Regions from separate parts of the Rattus norvegicus genome. Here region 1 is linked to region 2. A link is a contact called in public Hi-C data. All regions are on one chromosome and are shown on one strand. Each heading gives the region's core, a stretch centred on a gene start, on an enhancer-like site or on the middle of the called end of the contact. The rest is flanking DNA. Distances are from core to core; before and after follow the strand shown. Region 1 overlaps LOC102554306 (a long non-coding RNA gene). Region 2 overlaps LOC103691412 (a long non-coding RNA gene).

The links. Hi-C and Micro-C count contacts between places; a contact is called where the count stands out from the background.
Region 1: a Hi-C map of prefrontal cortex shows a contact between it and region 2, with 9 times the contacts expected there. The contact joins two enhancer-like sites. A contact is called at or near these places in 10 of 12 Hi-C or Micro-C datasets (the A7r5 cell line, the Rat2 cell line, Schwann cells and 6 more).

The regions. Positions count from the first base shown.
Region 1 is chr2:16,569,210-16,576,092 of GRCr8, forward strand. It overlaps LOC102554306 (a long non-coding RNA gene), which reads right to left. Exons shown (of 4, transcript XR_590807.4): 1 at 5,847-6,883; 2 at 2,584-2,696. Among named protein-coding and RNA genes, the nearest start is that of Tmem161b, 130 kb to the left of the region's middle. Within about 2 kb of position 5,447, at least 71 of the 93 cell types and tissues checked have an H3K27ac peak or open chromatin away from gene starts, as enhancers often do. A contact at or near this core is called in prefrontal cortex, where this site is marked.
Region 2 is chr2:15,912,174-15,918,926 of GRCr8, forward strand. All of the region lies in intron 1 of LOC103691412 (a long non-coding RNA gene), which reads right to left. It also overlaps a transcript of Mir9-2hg not described here. Among named protein-coding and RNA genes, the nearest start is that of Mir9-2hg, 6.5 kb to the right of the region's middle. Within about 2 kb of position 3,503, at least 53 of the 93 cell types and tissues checked have an H3K27ac peak or open chromatin away from gene starts, as enhancers often do. A contact at or near this core is called in prefrontal cortex, where this site is marked.

The sequences.
Region 1 (6,883 bases), core at 4,197-6,696, 660 kb after region 2:
ATTAGTAACTTGTTATTTTATGTAATTGCAAAATTCACTGAAATAAACTTTTTAAAACTTCGTAACTTTCAAAGTGTGGATTTTATTTAGTTCGAGCCCTTAAATTAACAAACCGAGGGCCTCTGGAAGAAAAAACAATGTGTAACTCATCAGTAATATGTATTCTATTTTGCACACCAACAGAGTGGGTGTTACAAAGAAAAGGGAATTAAATTATATTTAGAACTGCTTATCTCTACCGAATCAGAACACTTCATTACCATAAATATTATATATGCATATATTTAAATATCCTTTCTAATTCAATTTTGTAAAAAATGCAGTCTATTTACTTTTTAAAAGAATTTTTCAAGAATTTTTTAATTATTTTTGGGGAAATTATTTGACAATGAAAATATTTCTGAATTGATAAATTTGTTAATAATAAAATGGTTTCGATTCATGTGTCAGACACAAACAAGCAGAACAAATGGCTAATAAATTAGGTGCTGTTAGAAAGGGTTTTTAAGATTGCCATCTGAGACACTTTTGCAAAAAGCCACCTGGGGTGAGGCTGTGGCATCTGCCTGTGCTTGGGGGCAGTTCATCCTCAAGCATGTCCTGCGGAGGCATGGCCATCTCCTCAGGAGACTCTTTTGTTTTGAAACAACAGAGGCATGCACAAGTCATCCGCAAGAACTGTCTCCACTTCTGCGCTCCTCCCTGCCTCCACAGAAGGGAATAGCTGTGGGTTTGACTTTAAATTCTGTCTGTGTGGCTGGCTTCTGGAAGGGGGTTATTGTAGAATTTCTGTTCTGGAAGATGTCCGTCCTGCTTGACAGGACTTCCCGTGTCTGCCTGCCTGACTGTCTGGGTGTGCTCTGACTGTCTCTGTAAACTTCTTTCCAGTCCACCAATCTCATCCAGGAGCCTCAAGGTTCAGCTTTTGGGAGGTTAACTTCGAGTGATACTCACTTCTCGGAATCTGGATCCTCAGGCCAAAAGGATTAAGGGCTCCTTCCCCCATCCAAAGAACACCCCCCCCCCCACACACACAGGGGGCTGAGCCTTCTCTGAACCACTTCCGAGAAGTTCTGCCAACTTCACTCTGGTCTTATTTTGTACCAGTTCTCTTATGATTGCTGGGATGGAAACACAAACATCGCCTGGGTGCTGGGCACGCAGGCTTGGTTAGAAGAGTGTGCCTAAATCCATCCTTGGGCCTCAGTTCCTCCTTTCCCGCTCTCATCCCCTAATAGCACATTCTGACTGTAAGACCTCAGAAAAAATGGATGCCAAGTGAAATCTCTAAGTTGCACGTTCTCTTGTCCTCTGGAGGCTATCACTTGGATTCATTTCCTTTTCATCTTTTAGTTTTGCTTTCTCCCTTCTGTGTGGACACGTGCAGTGCACCTCCGTGTGTTTCCCCCTTTCTCTCAATGTCTTCATCTTTTTTCTGCACTTCCAAGCCTCAGAAGGTGCTGATTGCTTTCTCGACTTTGCCCCAATGGTTTGAGCACACCTCCCCAGTTTGCCTTCCCTAACCAGCTAGGGGCCTGTGGCTCTAAACTCCAGTCCTGAAAAGGAGTCCCTAAGGCTCCCCGCACTTTCCTGCCAGGGCAGATGGAGCCAGGATACCAAGGTCCCGGACATGATGACAGAGAGAAACCAGGAAAAAACTGTCCCAAGCCCTATCCAGATCCTTTTGGTCTTTTAGAAACCTCAGATCCTTTTTTTCCTGAGCTTTACACTTCCCTTCTATTATGAATACCTAAAAACCAGGCAGGCAAGGAAAGAGGTACCCCGAGGGAAAAAGGAACAAGAGACTCCCAGATTATGTATTTATTTTATGTAAAGAAACGTTACATATGTAATTTTAGATTTTCCTCCAAATTAGAGTTCTGAGGCTTTAGAAAACCTATTTTTAACACGTTCTTCTCTCCTACGGTCTTGATTGCCTAAATTGCTTCTAATTGGGTGGCACACATTACTGAAAACGAAGGACGCATGACAAGCAGCCTTCATTCTTACGCAGATTTAGATAATGTGTCCAAATGAATATCTTTTCTGATAAGAAACTAGAACAACAGTAACCGCCGCAGTTTTCTTATGGGTTTGAGAGTAGGTGGACAATCACACAGTCCTGCCAACCCACACATTTTAGAGGGAGTGCCTAAGGTACGCAGTACCAGTGTCCCTCCACCTCGGAGGTGGCACACAAAGAGAGCATTACTTGTGTGCTGGTTGGTTTTGAAACAGTTTTTCATCCTCTTCAGCAAGCGTAAATGTTTTTATTTTTGTTGTTTTTTAGATTCTTTTTATTTGTAAACCACTTGAAAATATGTCTGCTATCCCTTTGCTCAAGGCTTCTGTGTCTCTGAGAGCTGTTGATGCCTGGTGCTAGCTCCGACGACAGCAGCGAGCAAAGTTCATTGCCTTACAGAAGGGAGCTTTTTAGTAAGTCAGGCCAGCTGCTGGGGGTTTCTGGGGGCGCTAGTTTCTTGGAGCACTCACAGGTGTGATCTCAACTTAAGCTTGCTGAGGGCAAGTGTCGAGGATGAGGGCTCTTTGTAAGATGCTTATGGGGGCTGCCAGCTGGATTACCTTGCAGGCTGAGGGATCCCGAAGTATGTTGGTATGCGTCAACCATTGAACAAAGGGCAATGAAAACTCATCTTACTCTCTGGCCAAACTGCCCCCTCATTGTTTCACCATCTCTGAAAGAAAGTTGGCAACAGATTATAAATAAAGCTATTGTTTTTTAGGCCAGAGGAAGTTCGCTGAGAGTCAACTCCTTTCCTGAATCAACTTTACAGGCACCGTTATTTTATTTTGTTTTCCCTGACATTCTTTGAGACTCCCTCTCCCTCAGTGGCATAGAGAAGCACCTTCAGGCTACTTTAAAGGGTGTCACAGGAGAAAGTCTAGGTGATGCAAGAGCACCTTGGGGAATGGATCTGTGAACCTGCCCATCAAAGGGAATCCTCTGCTCGGCAGCCGCCTGCAGAGTTGTGCTGGGCAGCAGCTTGGGAGATGAAGGATCAGTTCCATAGACCGCTGTGCCCACGTTCTACCCATCAATACAAGGAAACCTCAATGTTTTCCAAAGCGTATGCACCTGCTGTAATAAAGGCCCACCACCAGATACCTTCGTTTTTTGCTTTACCCCTTAGAATGTGTTATTTGACCCATAAAAGAAGGTTTAGGCAGAAATTCTCTGTGATGGTCCCAGTCAGTCCCAGTCGGTCCCAGCAATAGATGTGCACCTCGCCCCTGGCCTTGGTAGGTCACCACACACTGACAAAATTTTCAGGTTGTCTTTGGAAGGTCTCTTCCAATGTATTTGTCCCCCTACTCATTCCTTGACAGGAAAGAAGTGGACCAAAGAAGCGCTTATCGCTCATCACGGATGAAGAGTGTGGGGACGGAGAGGGTGGGGAATCTGAAGATTTCTAGAGTGTCAGTAAGCTCCTTCGGATTTAGGTGAAGCATTCCGAGGAGCTGTTAAAAGCTGGCAGAGGGGGCGGGGTGGGGGCAGCCCCAATGCTTCTACTTAAGACACGTAACTGGTGATTCAAACTCGGTCTTTGGGACCGCAAAAAGCAAACAAACAAAAAAGCTCCCACAATTGTTAGGGTATGAAATCGAGAGTAAAACAGTGTCAGGTGGAGACTGTGACATTAACGCCAAGAACTCCAGAAAGGGGGCTTTCTATGCCTTTCCTTTTTAGAAAGAGAAAGAGAAAAAGAAAGGACTGGAGAGAAGACAGACAGGGGGGAGAGAGAGAGCACAAGGGAGAAAAGAAGAAGAGGGGGGTATTTAGCAAGTTAAGAGGTTAAATATTTGAACAGATTCGTAAATATATAGACAGCCCTTGCAATTTGGGGTGTGTAATAATGCCTTTTGTGGTGCTGTCTGGCTGGGAGGGTAAGCAGAGGACCTTCCCTGCCACCTTTTTTTACTGGGAAAACAACTGGGAAGCTCCTGGGTTCACAAAACTAGATCAGTTCCCGTCTTTTGGAGAAAGAGAAAAATGCTGTCTCTACCGTGCTTTCAAAAAAAATAATAAAAGACAAACCAACGGAAAGCATAGCAAATGAATGTCTAATTTCTTAGAGATTTTTAAAGAAGCGTTTCAGAAAGCTATATTCAGGCTGAAGTCATTTCGAAGTATTGTTTGAGCGAATAGGTTCCAGCACTCAATTATCTAAGATGCATTAATTATTTCTTTGAATCCAACTCACTTTGGTAACAAGAATGTATTGGTGTGGGTCTTAGAAACCCTTGGCTCTCTGACATGTTTCATAGCTGAATAGGGTGGGTTTCTTTTTCCGACAATTGTACTGAGCGCTGCTGCTGATCTGTCCTCTGCCTGTGCCCATGGGCGGAGGACACAGGCTGTGGGTGTGTCCCGCCCACAGACGCGCGTGCGTGTGTATTGTATACATGTATTCTCTAGTGTGTGCCTCAAATGGAGCCATTTTCCCCCTTTTAGCGCCCTGCGTGTATTAGTAATATGCAAATAGAATCATTCTGCTTGAGTATATTTTGGAGGGGGAGGGGATGAACCATTTTAATTCTGCTCTAGTATTTCTTCGGCAATATTTTCTCTGCGTGTGAATTTGCATGAATGCATTTTCTGAGGTGTGGATTCTGTACGTGTGCGTGTGTGTGCTTGTGTGTGCTTGTGTGTTCAGAAAGACCATTGGCTCGTCAGCGGGTGTGTGCTTCAGCGTGTGAGAAGCATGTAGACTCTGAGGACCTTGGGAGCAGCCCATGTTCTCTCCGGGTGATCTGTCTGTATCTGCCCTTGTGTTTTGTGTTCTTGATGTGATTGTGTGCGTTATTTACATGCGTGCTTCTATTCTTTTGCCTTCGTGTAGTGCTTTTCTCTACAGTCCACACATCTCACATATATTCTTTTATCTTTTGGCAACATGCCTTTTTTGTTCCTCGAAGGATATTTATTGATGTGATAATCTGAAATGAAAAGTGGTCTCCCATGAAGGAGATGGAAGAGAAAGGAGCGTTCATCTTTCTTAATAGACGGGGCAGTGCCAGTTGACTGGATCACAGGGTTTCTCTGCACTTTCTGCGTGAGCCTGCGTGTGGGGGTGGGGGCGGGGACGGCTGAGGGAGGACGGAAAAGGACCCTTTAAGCAGAACAAAGATAGGACATCGCGCCTCCTGGCGTCCAGATCGCATACTGCATCTACCCCGCTGCTGCGACTTTCAGAAATCAGAATTCAGAGATTTTTCTCCTTAAACCATTCAGGGGCCGCCTCTCAGACCCAGCCCCCGGACCTCAGCCAATCACCGGACGCCATGCAAATCACCTCTTTCGCCCTCCAAACCAGCGTCCAGTTTAGCGGCAGTTTCTGCAGCCCCGCCCATCTTGGTCCTTCCCTTCCCTTCCCCCTCCCTCCTCTGCCTCCGACAGAGCAGCAGCTGCTTGGGAAGAGGGCAGTGCTGGGTGCTTCATGCATATGCAGACAGATCCATCCTCCCCCTCCACCCCTCCTCTCACTCCCTCCTCTCTCCCTCTCCTCCCGCCCAGCTTTTCCTCGCTCCCCAGCCCCCACCACGCCGCCCATTAGTATCTCCCAGCCTCCTCGACGTGTAGTTCCCAGCTCTGGTCCAGGCAGCTGCTATCCACAAGGATGCCCAGGCGCGCCATAGGAGTCAGAGAAGGAGAGGGAGGAAACCTCTGCCTTTGAAATCCGCTCGAAGGTCAAGTTTGTGGCTTGCGGTGCGGGGAGCCAGAGACGTTGAAAATGCTCTGTTGAGTCTGCAGGAAGATGGTGCATGCTTCCCTTGGCTTTCTCTCACTAAAGAGCAGATTAATTTCTCTAAAATACACAAAGTACCGGTCACGTCCAGAGGCAGGGTGATGATAGATGGCTCCGCGTGCCCACAGTTACAGTCTGTATTTATCTTGCACATCAAGGTTCCTTAAGCCACAAAGCACTGGAGAGGAGATCAAAGGGCGTTATATCTTCTTAGGTGCAGGAAGGGTGGGGAGTGCGGCTAGCCCGGAGAGCGTTGGCGCGGGACCTGCTTGAGGTGGGCAGTTAAACGATAACTCCGGAAACATGACCTGGGGCCCACGGAAAGGAAAAAATAATAATTCTGTGAGAAGGCCAATATGCTATTATGCATATGCAGACTGCGTCCAAAGCCCTTTCGAGACGCCCTAAACGTTTTCAAGTTTTGAATACCTCGCTGAACTGACTTAAAAGTAGGGGGAAATGTCACCGTGAAAACAGCGCTTGTAGAGTGCTTGGAGATCCACTAAGGAGAAAGCCGAACTGTGGAATGACCTTGTTTTATAGATCTACTTCAGCCCCGAAATACCTTGAGGACTTTCTAAAGGGAATTGCAGCAGTTTCCCCTCAAATCTTACTCGGTGGAGAAGGGAGGGCATAGCAAATTTAAAACTGCACTTTGTTAAGATAATTTACCGACCCCCCACCCGCTTTTTAAAATCCAGGGCGTATTGTGTGCTGAGCATCTTCCAAGCGAAGCGCTTCATGTATCTCCCAGTTCTCAGGTGCCACGGAAATTAGGGAGAAAAAAAACCAAAGAACCAAAAACAACAACAACAAAAAACCCCAGCAGCTCAGAGCGGTCTCTGCCCTTGAGCTGCTCCGGCGCTAGCAGGAGGAAAATCTGTAGGTGGTGCTTCACAGCCCAACCGGAAACAGCCCCGAGAGCCCTCAGACTGCAGTGAAACAGCGACTTGGTACATTCCTATAGTGGAATACAGGGCGGCAGCAATTAAAAGTGAATGGACGATCTTGAAGGCAGTGTTGGATGAAAAAGCAAATCGCAAGAGAATGTGATATTAATACAATGTTACTGTCTATTAACATAATACTGTAACAGACCACAAAAACACAGAAAA
Region 2 (6,753 bases), core at 2,253-4,752:
AGGGCCAACTGGTGTTTCATTAGGCAGAAAGGTAGGAGACTTGAAGAATAATGACCCCACTCAACAATCACCAATCCCTTCTGACACTACTTTGTTGCCATTCTGAAATTTGACACCCACAGATATTGAAACCTTGGATAACCAAAGGAATTATTTGAGCCTTAAAAAGTCACATGCTGAATTAGGGGAGAGGCCCTAATTTTTTTTATGATCAAACAGAATAGCTTTTAACTGGTGAACATGAGGCCTAAATTTGAACTTCTCCATTGATTTCTGAAAGGAATATTCATTCAAGGTGATCAAAATGGCAGGTTAAAAAAATAACAGTAAGAGAATTGTAGCAGAATATCCACATGGTGACCACAGGGCACACAGGGCACAGAGTTGGGTATGCAGTGGCAATACACAGGGGGGGCTGTGAATCCTGGCTCCTTAATTCAGATTGGTGAATTTAGGCAAAAACTCACAGGTTAGAAAGGCTTGGTTCCATCACATGAATGAAGTCCCATCTCTGTAGACTATGCCCACTTACAGAGTTCCCGCTAGAAAACAGGCAATCTCTCTCTGTTGATATTTCTATGACCTCAGAACGCCCTTGAGCTCACTGTTAATTATTGTAAGAACTATCAGCAGTGACTACTTGCAAACTACTTTTCTTACAAGTCTCTGAGAGATTGGCAGGAAAAGCGTTTCTTGTGGTGGTAAAGGTTCAACTGGCGCCATTACTATGCCATAATCAGTGTTGCTTGGTAGTGAATGTTCTGACTTTCCTGGCTGTGGCGAAAGCCATTGTTTTTTACAGGAGCTATCAGTGAGAAGAATGCAGCAGCACTCCATAGCTATCTCTACTTGGGGGCAAGCTTGACTCTCTACATGAACCTCAACTGTAGGTCTTTTAGGCCAGTGGAATATTCTGTAGCGACAGGGGAGAACAGTCTAACATAAAAACTGTCTGGTCAGTGACAGGATTTGGAGAGAGAAAGCCTTTTCCTCTTCTTCCCCCTCTTCCTCACAGAATCAGGCCACATTTCCAAGTCTCTCATGGAAGCCATGCTCCCAGCGCCAGCAGCAGACTGCCAGACACACCTTGGGGCTTTACTGACTTCCTCCCAAACAGTTCTGCAGCTTGCCAACAGGCGGGTTGTGTGAGATGTCAGCCGCTATCTGGTGTCTACTGTAAGCTGTCTGGCCCATTTTGGGAGTGTGCACAAGCAACTCTGACAATGTATACCAGTTGAGTAGAAGAACTGGAGTGCAATTTATGAAGTTGTCTATCTCAGGTATAAGGAGAGGTTTTGCAAGCTGTGGGGACTTTCTTAAACCCAGCCGCAGGCACCTGTGGGCTTTCTCTATGTCTTAAACATCTGCAATCTAAACCTGTGATTGTCACACCCTTTTACCTCCTGTGTGAGTGTCTCATAATTTCAAACAAAGACAGCCAAACATCTACAATTAGTATTCAACAAGCAAGGGTGGTTAATTATTGCTCAACTGTTAAATGACACACAATAAAGGCTCTCTCTGGCCTGTCATTGTACTGTAGTCTGAATGTTGTTCTTATACAAACACTCACTTCACAATGTTTAGGAGATGCTGTGGGATGCAGAACTTTTATCCACAGACACCGGATCCATATCAGTGCAGCATTATGAAGCATCTGGGGGGCACCGCTGTGGCTGGGATGTTTGTTCTTGGCACCGAGATGCAAGGGCACAGGCTGGGCTCTTTGCTCTTCGTTTGTTTTCCTATTGCTGCTCTCCAAGAGAATCTTGGAAATCCCAGTCAGAGCGGTGAAATATGACCTCCGCTTTATAGAGTTCCTAGTCAGCTCATTCTGCTCAAGGGAAATATTTTTATTTGCCTTCGATTAACATAATTTTTCAAAGAACAACTTCGTTTTCCATTTTACTTTAAGTCCATGGTAGGCATAAATTAGCCACATCCTTGTTATTCTGAAATAAAGTTTGGAGGCAAGTGAGTCCTTATACCAGATGCTGAACAAAATAATGTCCAGGAAGTTCTTCCTGCCCTAGCATAGGTGCATAAAGTACAACAGTAGTCTGTCAACTAAGTGTGAAAACCCCTTAGTGTTGCGATCCATTTGGTAGTCTCACTGTAATGGCAGAAACGAGATGGTTACCGCGACACCATTGCTATTATTGAAATTAAACAGCTTTGGGAGAATATAATTGCTAATAAAAGGCTTCTTCTCCACGCCCCTTAAGGGTTCCCTCCCCCACTCTGACATTTTATGATGTGCCATTCAGATGAATGTACGTAGAGTTATGTGGAACCTAGCGGCCTACTGTACAAGGTCGGATCTAGAGATCAGCAAGGAAGTGAAGATGGGGAGCTCACTGTATTTAGGGATGGTTGTCTGGGAAAACGCACTCGTGTGTTTAGATATCGATGTTTAAACTTTTTCTCTTTATGAATGCGTCACAATTTTTCAAACCGATCGCGTGCACCCTCCGTGGTACCCCCGTGTCTGTGCATTAAAGGCGTCCATGAAATCATTGTACGGGGCTGGTTTAGTGCGTTTAACAGAGAACTAATGGGTTGTCTGTGTCGGGGAAAGCAAGGTCCTATTTTTAATCCCATCACGTACTGAAGCGGTTTTGTGTGGATCTGTGGCTTCCACCTTTATCCATCCTGGTAGTTCCTACTGAAGAAAATCCAAACGCTCCCAGCTTCGGACGGGTGCCAAAATGTCCTGCTTTCTGCACTACTGATCGCTTTTTATTTTCAGCTTATTTTCGTCTTACTTAACAATAATAAATGACCCTTGCAGTGTAAAACCTTAGTTTAAATGATCCGGGGAGCTCCTGTGTCTTTTTTCTTTTTACTTCGAAATGTTATGTCAAATACTCGATACGTTTAACTTGCTCGTATCTCCAAGAAACTGGAGACCAAAGCTACTTTTGTGCTGGATTTTACCTTCTTTCTTGCCCAGAACGTGCGCTGCGCGCGTAAATACACACACGCGCTGCGCTCATGCGTGAGCACAAACATACACATACACACACACACACACACGCACACACACACACACACACACACACACGGGGGGGGAGAGAGAGAGAGAGAGAGAGAGAGAGAGAGAGAGAGAGAGAGAGAGAGAGAGAGAGAGAGAAAGCAAAAAAAGAGGAAGGTGCTTAGAAGAGGCAGGGATGCCCGGTGAAAAGCAGAGAGTCGGGGATCCGGCTTAACCCAGGCATTTGGGAAGGGGGGCTGGAGGTGGAACACGACTCAACGGACCGCAGCCGCTCTGGCTAGGGCGGTAGAGCGCCAGGGTGAGAGGGTGAGGATGCCCTGCGGGCTTCCGCACTACTCTGACACCAAACAGAATGGCTAGGCTCCGGTGGTGAAGTAAAAGTTCCCGGTGGCGTGAAGGCGGTGGATAGCCACCTTGCCCGTGCACGGAGGCTGTCTGGGGAAGCGGCCTCGAGGGCTGGATGGACTGGGTGGAAGCCCTCGCAGGGGGTCCTACGGCTCTAGCTTTTGTACCGCCCCGCCTAGGCCAGTCCGGAGCTGACGCACCAGCTCCCCAGAGACGCTGGGGGCGTCGCACTGCAGCTGGGTGGGGAGCAATTTATTCCTGGCGGTCACATCCCACCCCATCTTCTGTTACTCCACCCTACCCTCCCATCCCTCCACCTCTTCCTCCTCCTTTTCTACCAACGCCCGCACTATCTTCTGGTTCTTCTCCTCCTCACCCTCCACTCCCCCTCTCTCCCTTCTTTTCTTTTCTCCCTTCCCCTCCCCCTCTTCTGAATAACCAAGCTGTTTTGCCTCCGAAAGGGGAGAGAGAGAGAGAGAGAGAGAGAGAGAGAGAGAGAGAGAGAGAGAGAGAGAGAGAGAGAGAGAGAGGCCTGCGGTGACTGGAAGACAGGAGGGAATCTGGATCTGGTACATCTGGGAAGTGGAAACTTGATGCTTCTGGGCGGTGATTTGCCAAGGCCTCGCCAAAGGTGAGTACTCTGGGGGCCGGAGGAGCTCCCACTTGGAAGGGTCCAGACCCCGCCCAAATCTGAGAGTCTGGTGGTAGTCAAACAGCGGTTAAAACTGGGATCGACTGAAGGTCGCGAAGGGCCACAATACAAGGGTCCCGGAACACATGGGTGTCATTCGCCCTCCTTGTAGTTCCTAACACAGGCTGCCGCACAGGGCTGCTTCCCAACCTGCATAGGGAATCAGCGACGGCTGTAACTTCTAAAGCCCTCTCCCTAACTATCTGCAGCTCCCCTCCTTACATACCCTGGCTCAAGGGACGCTTTGGCCTCAGGAAGTGAGAAAGTATTCTTCTCTCAGATCTTTAAAAGGGAAAGTTTGGCAAGGTGGGCGCTCTTTGGTTCTACCATCCCCTCGATCCTAACCTAGGATCCCTAGATTGTACAGAATAGTGTTATTTTTCCTTTTATAAAGAATGACTTTAACGAAAATTCGTATGTAATCAAAAAGATTATTGGATCTCCATGACTGATCAGCTGTTGCTGACCTACCAATAAGCGGTTTTTTTTAATACACACGCACATTCATGCGTGCCCCGTACACGCAAACACACTGGGTGGGGTATGGGGGGGGTTATAAGTAATCAGTAAGACAGCTCGAAGTTAGCAAGAATTAAGAGCGAATCAAAAGGGCTTTTAAATGTTATGTACGTATCTTCCATTTGTGTGTAGATTGGGGAGCGGGGATGGGGGGCGCCTGTGTGTTGCCTGTTTTGTCAGCTGGTTCTAGTTTCTAAGCGTCGAGTGTTTCCAAAGGCTGGAGCCAGCGTCCACCATCCACCTCGGCACCCTAGCGGCGGAACAGGACTCATTTGTTTGGTGCCGAGCGGTGAGGATCTGGAAGAGACTGGAGTGTAGTTAGGTCGGGCCCCCTGCCATCCATTACACCTGCGGCAGATGGCTCAAGTGGGAGAATGGTTTTGTATGCCAGAATCAAGAAAGGAAGAGGAGAAAATTCAGCCTCGCCCTACTCAAAAGGAGTTCTGTAAAGGGCCAGAGAAATGAAAGAAGCTATCAGAGCTAACGATGCTGCTTCCTCTCTTGAGTTATCCTGGGCAGTTAATGACGTGATACCTGGTTCCAACAGATAATGAGACCGATTTTGACAAATGTATTTTTGATCAAATGTTTTACACACACATACACCACACACACACACACACACACACACACACCCCTTCAAGTAGATGCACACAGGTGTTCTTGTAGTTCCATGGAGCTGAAGGGAAAGCCACTCAAAATTCAGGAAGCCTCCTCTCTTCCCAAGAGCTTCATTCACCTCAGACTGCCAACTTACACACATCAAGGCTCCCGCCCTAGACAACCAACTATGGATTTAAGCAGACTTCAAATGTACCCATCTCATTTTCACATAATGTTTTCTGATCAACATTGCCACTCTTGTACCCGTTCCTTCGTGTTCTCAACACGAAGGGAATGGGATAAGCGAACCTCTCCTGGAGACACTAGACCATGGACACATGTGACAAAGGGCACAGACCCAATCTAGGAGTTCAGTCTGTTTTCATTTGTTTAATTCTATACTAAAGGGAGGGCTATATCAAGGGAGACCAAAACACACCAGGACTCCGTCTCCACCCTTCACACAAGTCACAATAACCACTCATATCTATGTTTTTATAGCAAACGTTTTCATGTTTCTTATGAAATAAACTACTATACTGACCTAATTTTCTGTTCTAAATCAAGCAACTTTCAACGGCCCAGGGTATAATATGCTGAGTTCTTGGTACCAGTTGGCATGCTGACACAGAGAAATTCCACCATTTTAAAGCACACACGATCCACTTTTCTGTTCACATCAGGGCTAAATAATATTTAGAGTTATACCAAAGACGATGAAACCAGAATCCATTCTAGCTATGATTTGGGGATCACAAATAAGATAGATTCTAAAATCCCACACACAGAAAGGAAAAGAAACACTGCCATTTCCAAGATGCTTGAAAGACCTAAAGAAGCCTGTGGACTGGGTTTGGTTGATTGGTGTTTGTATGCTCAGTGTAGCCTAATTGTCCTGTGCAGTCATTTTTCTCTCCTCCTCTTTCCTAGGAAGGCTTTCATTTTTCAAGAAGAAACTTTAATACACAGCAAGATATAAGGCTCATTGAGAAGGAATGACATAAGAATAGGACTCTGTCGTAGTCAGCATCAGCAGCGTTACTTTAGTCCTGGACACACAAGCATATGCATATGTCACCGAACATGCTCCTATCCACTTTTGAGAAAATTAGAACAAAAACCGCATTTATAAAAATGAGCTAGTCTTCTTGAACGTTTGAGAGACATTTTTAAATAAAAAAGAACATAGAAAAATTTTAATCTTCTGCTTTTAGGGAAACTAAGAGCTTCCTGTTTTATTTAAAGAAAAATGAAATTGGGAAACTTTTGCAATTGTTCAAAATGAAGACCATAACTTGACTATACCAAGGCTTCTCCCCCACGTGTGTTAGATGTGTTAGACCCTTGTTCCATTCAGTACTCTACAGACAAGAGCATTTGATAGGAAGTCTCGACCTTTGATTAACAGGTGCATTTATTGTATTAAAAACTGGGATTTGTTAATAAGTGATATTTTAAATTGAAACCTCAAAGAATTCAGCTAGTTCAAATGCTCCAGTGTTCTACAAGGAAGGCATCTGCCCTACTATTTGAACTGGTTAGTATCTGGACCATAGTAGGGTTTCAGAGGCTCCTGCCTCCTCAGAACCTGGTACAAGAA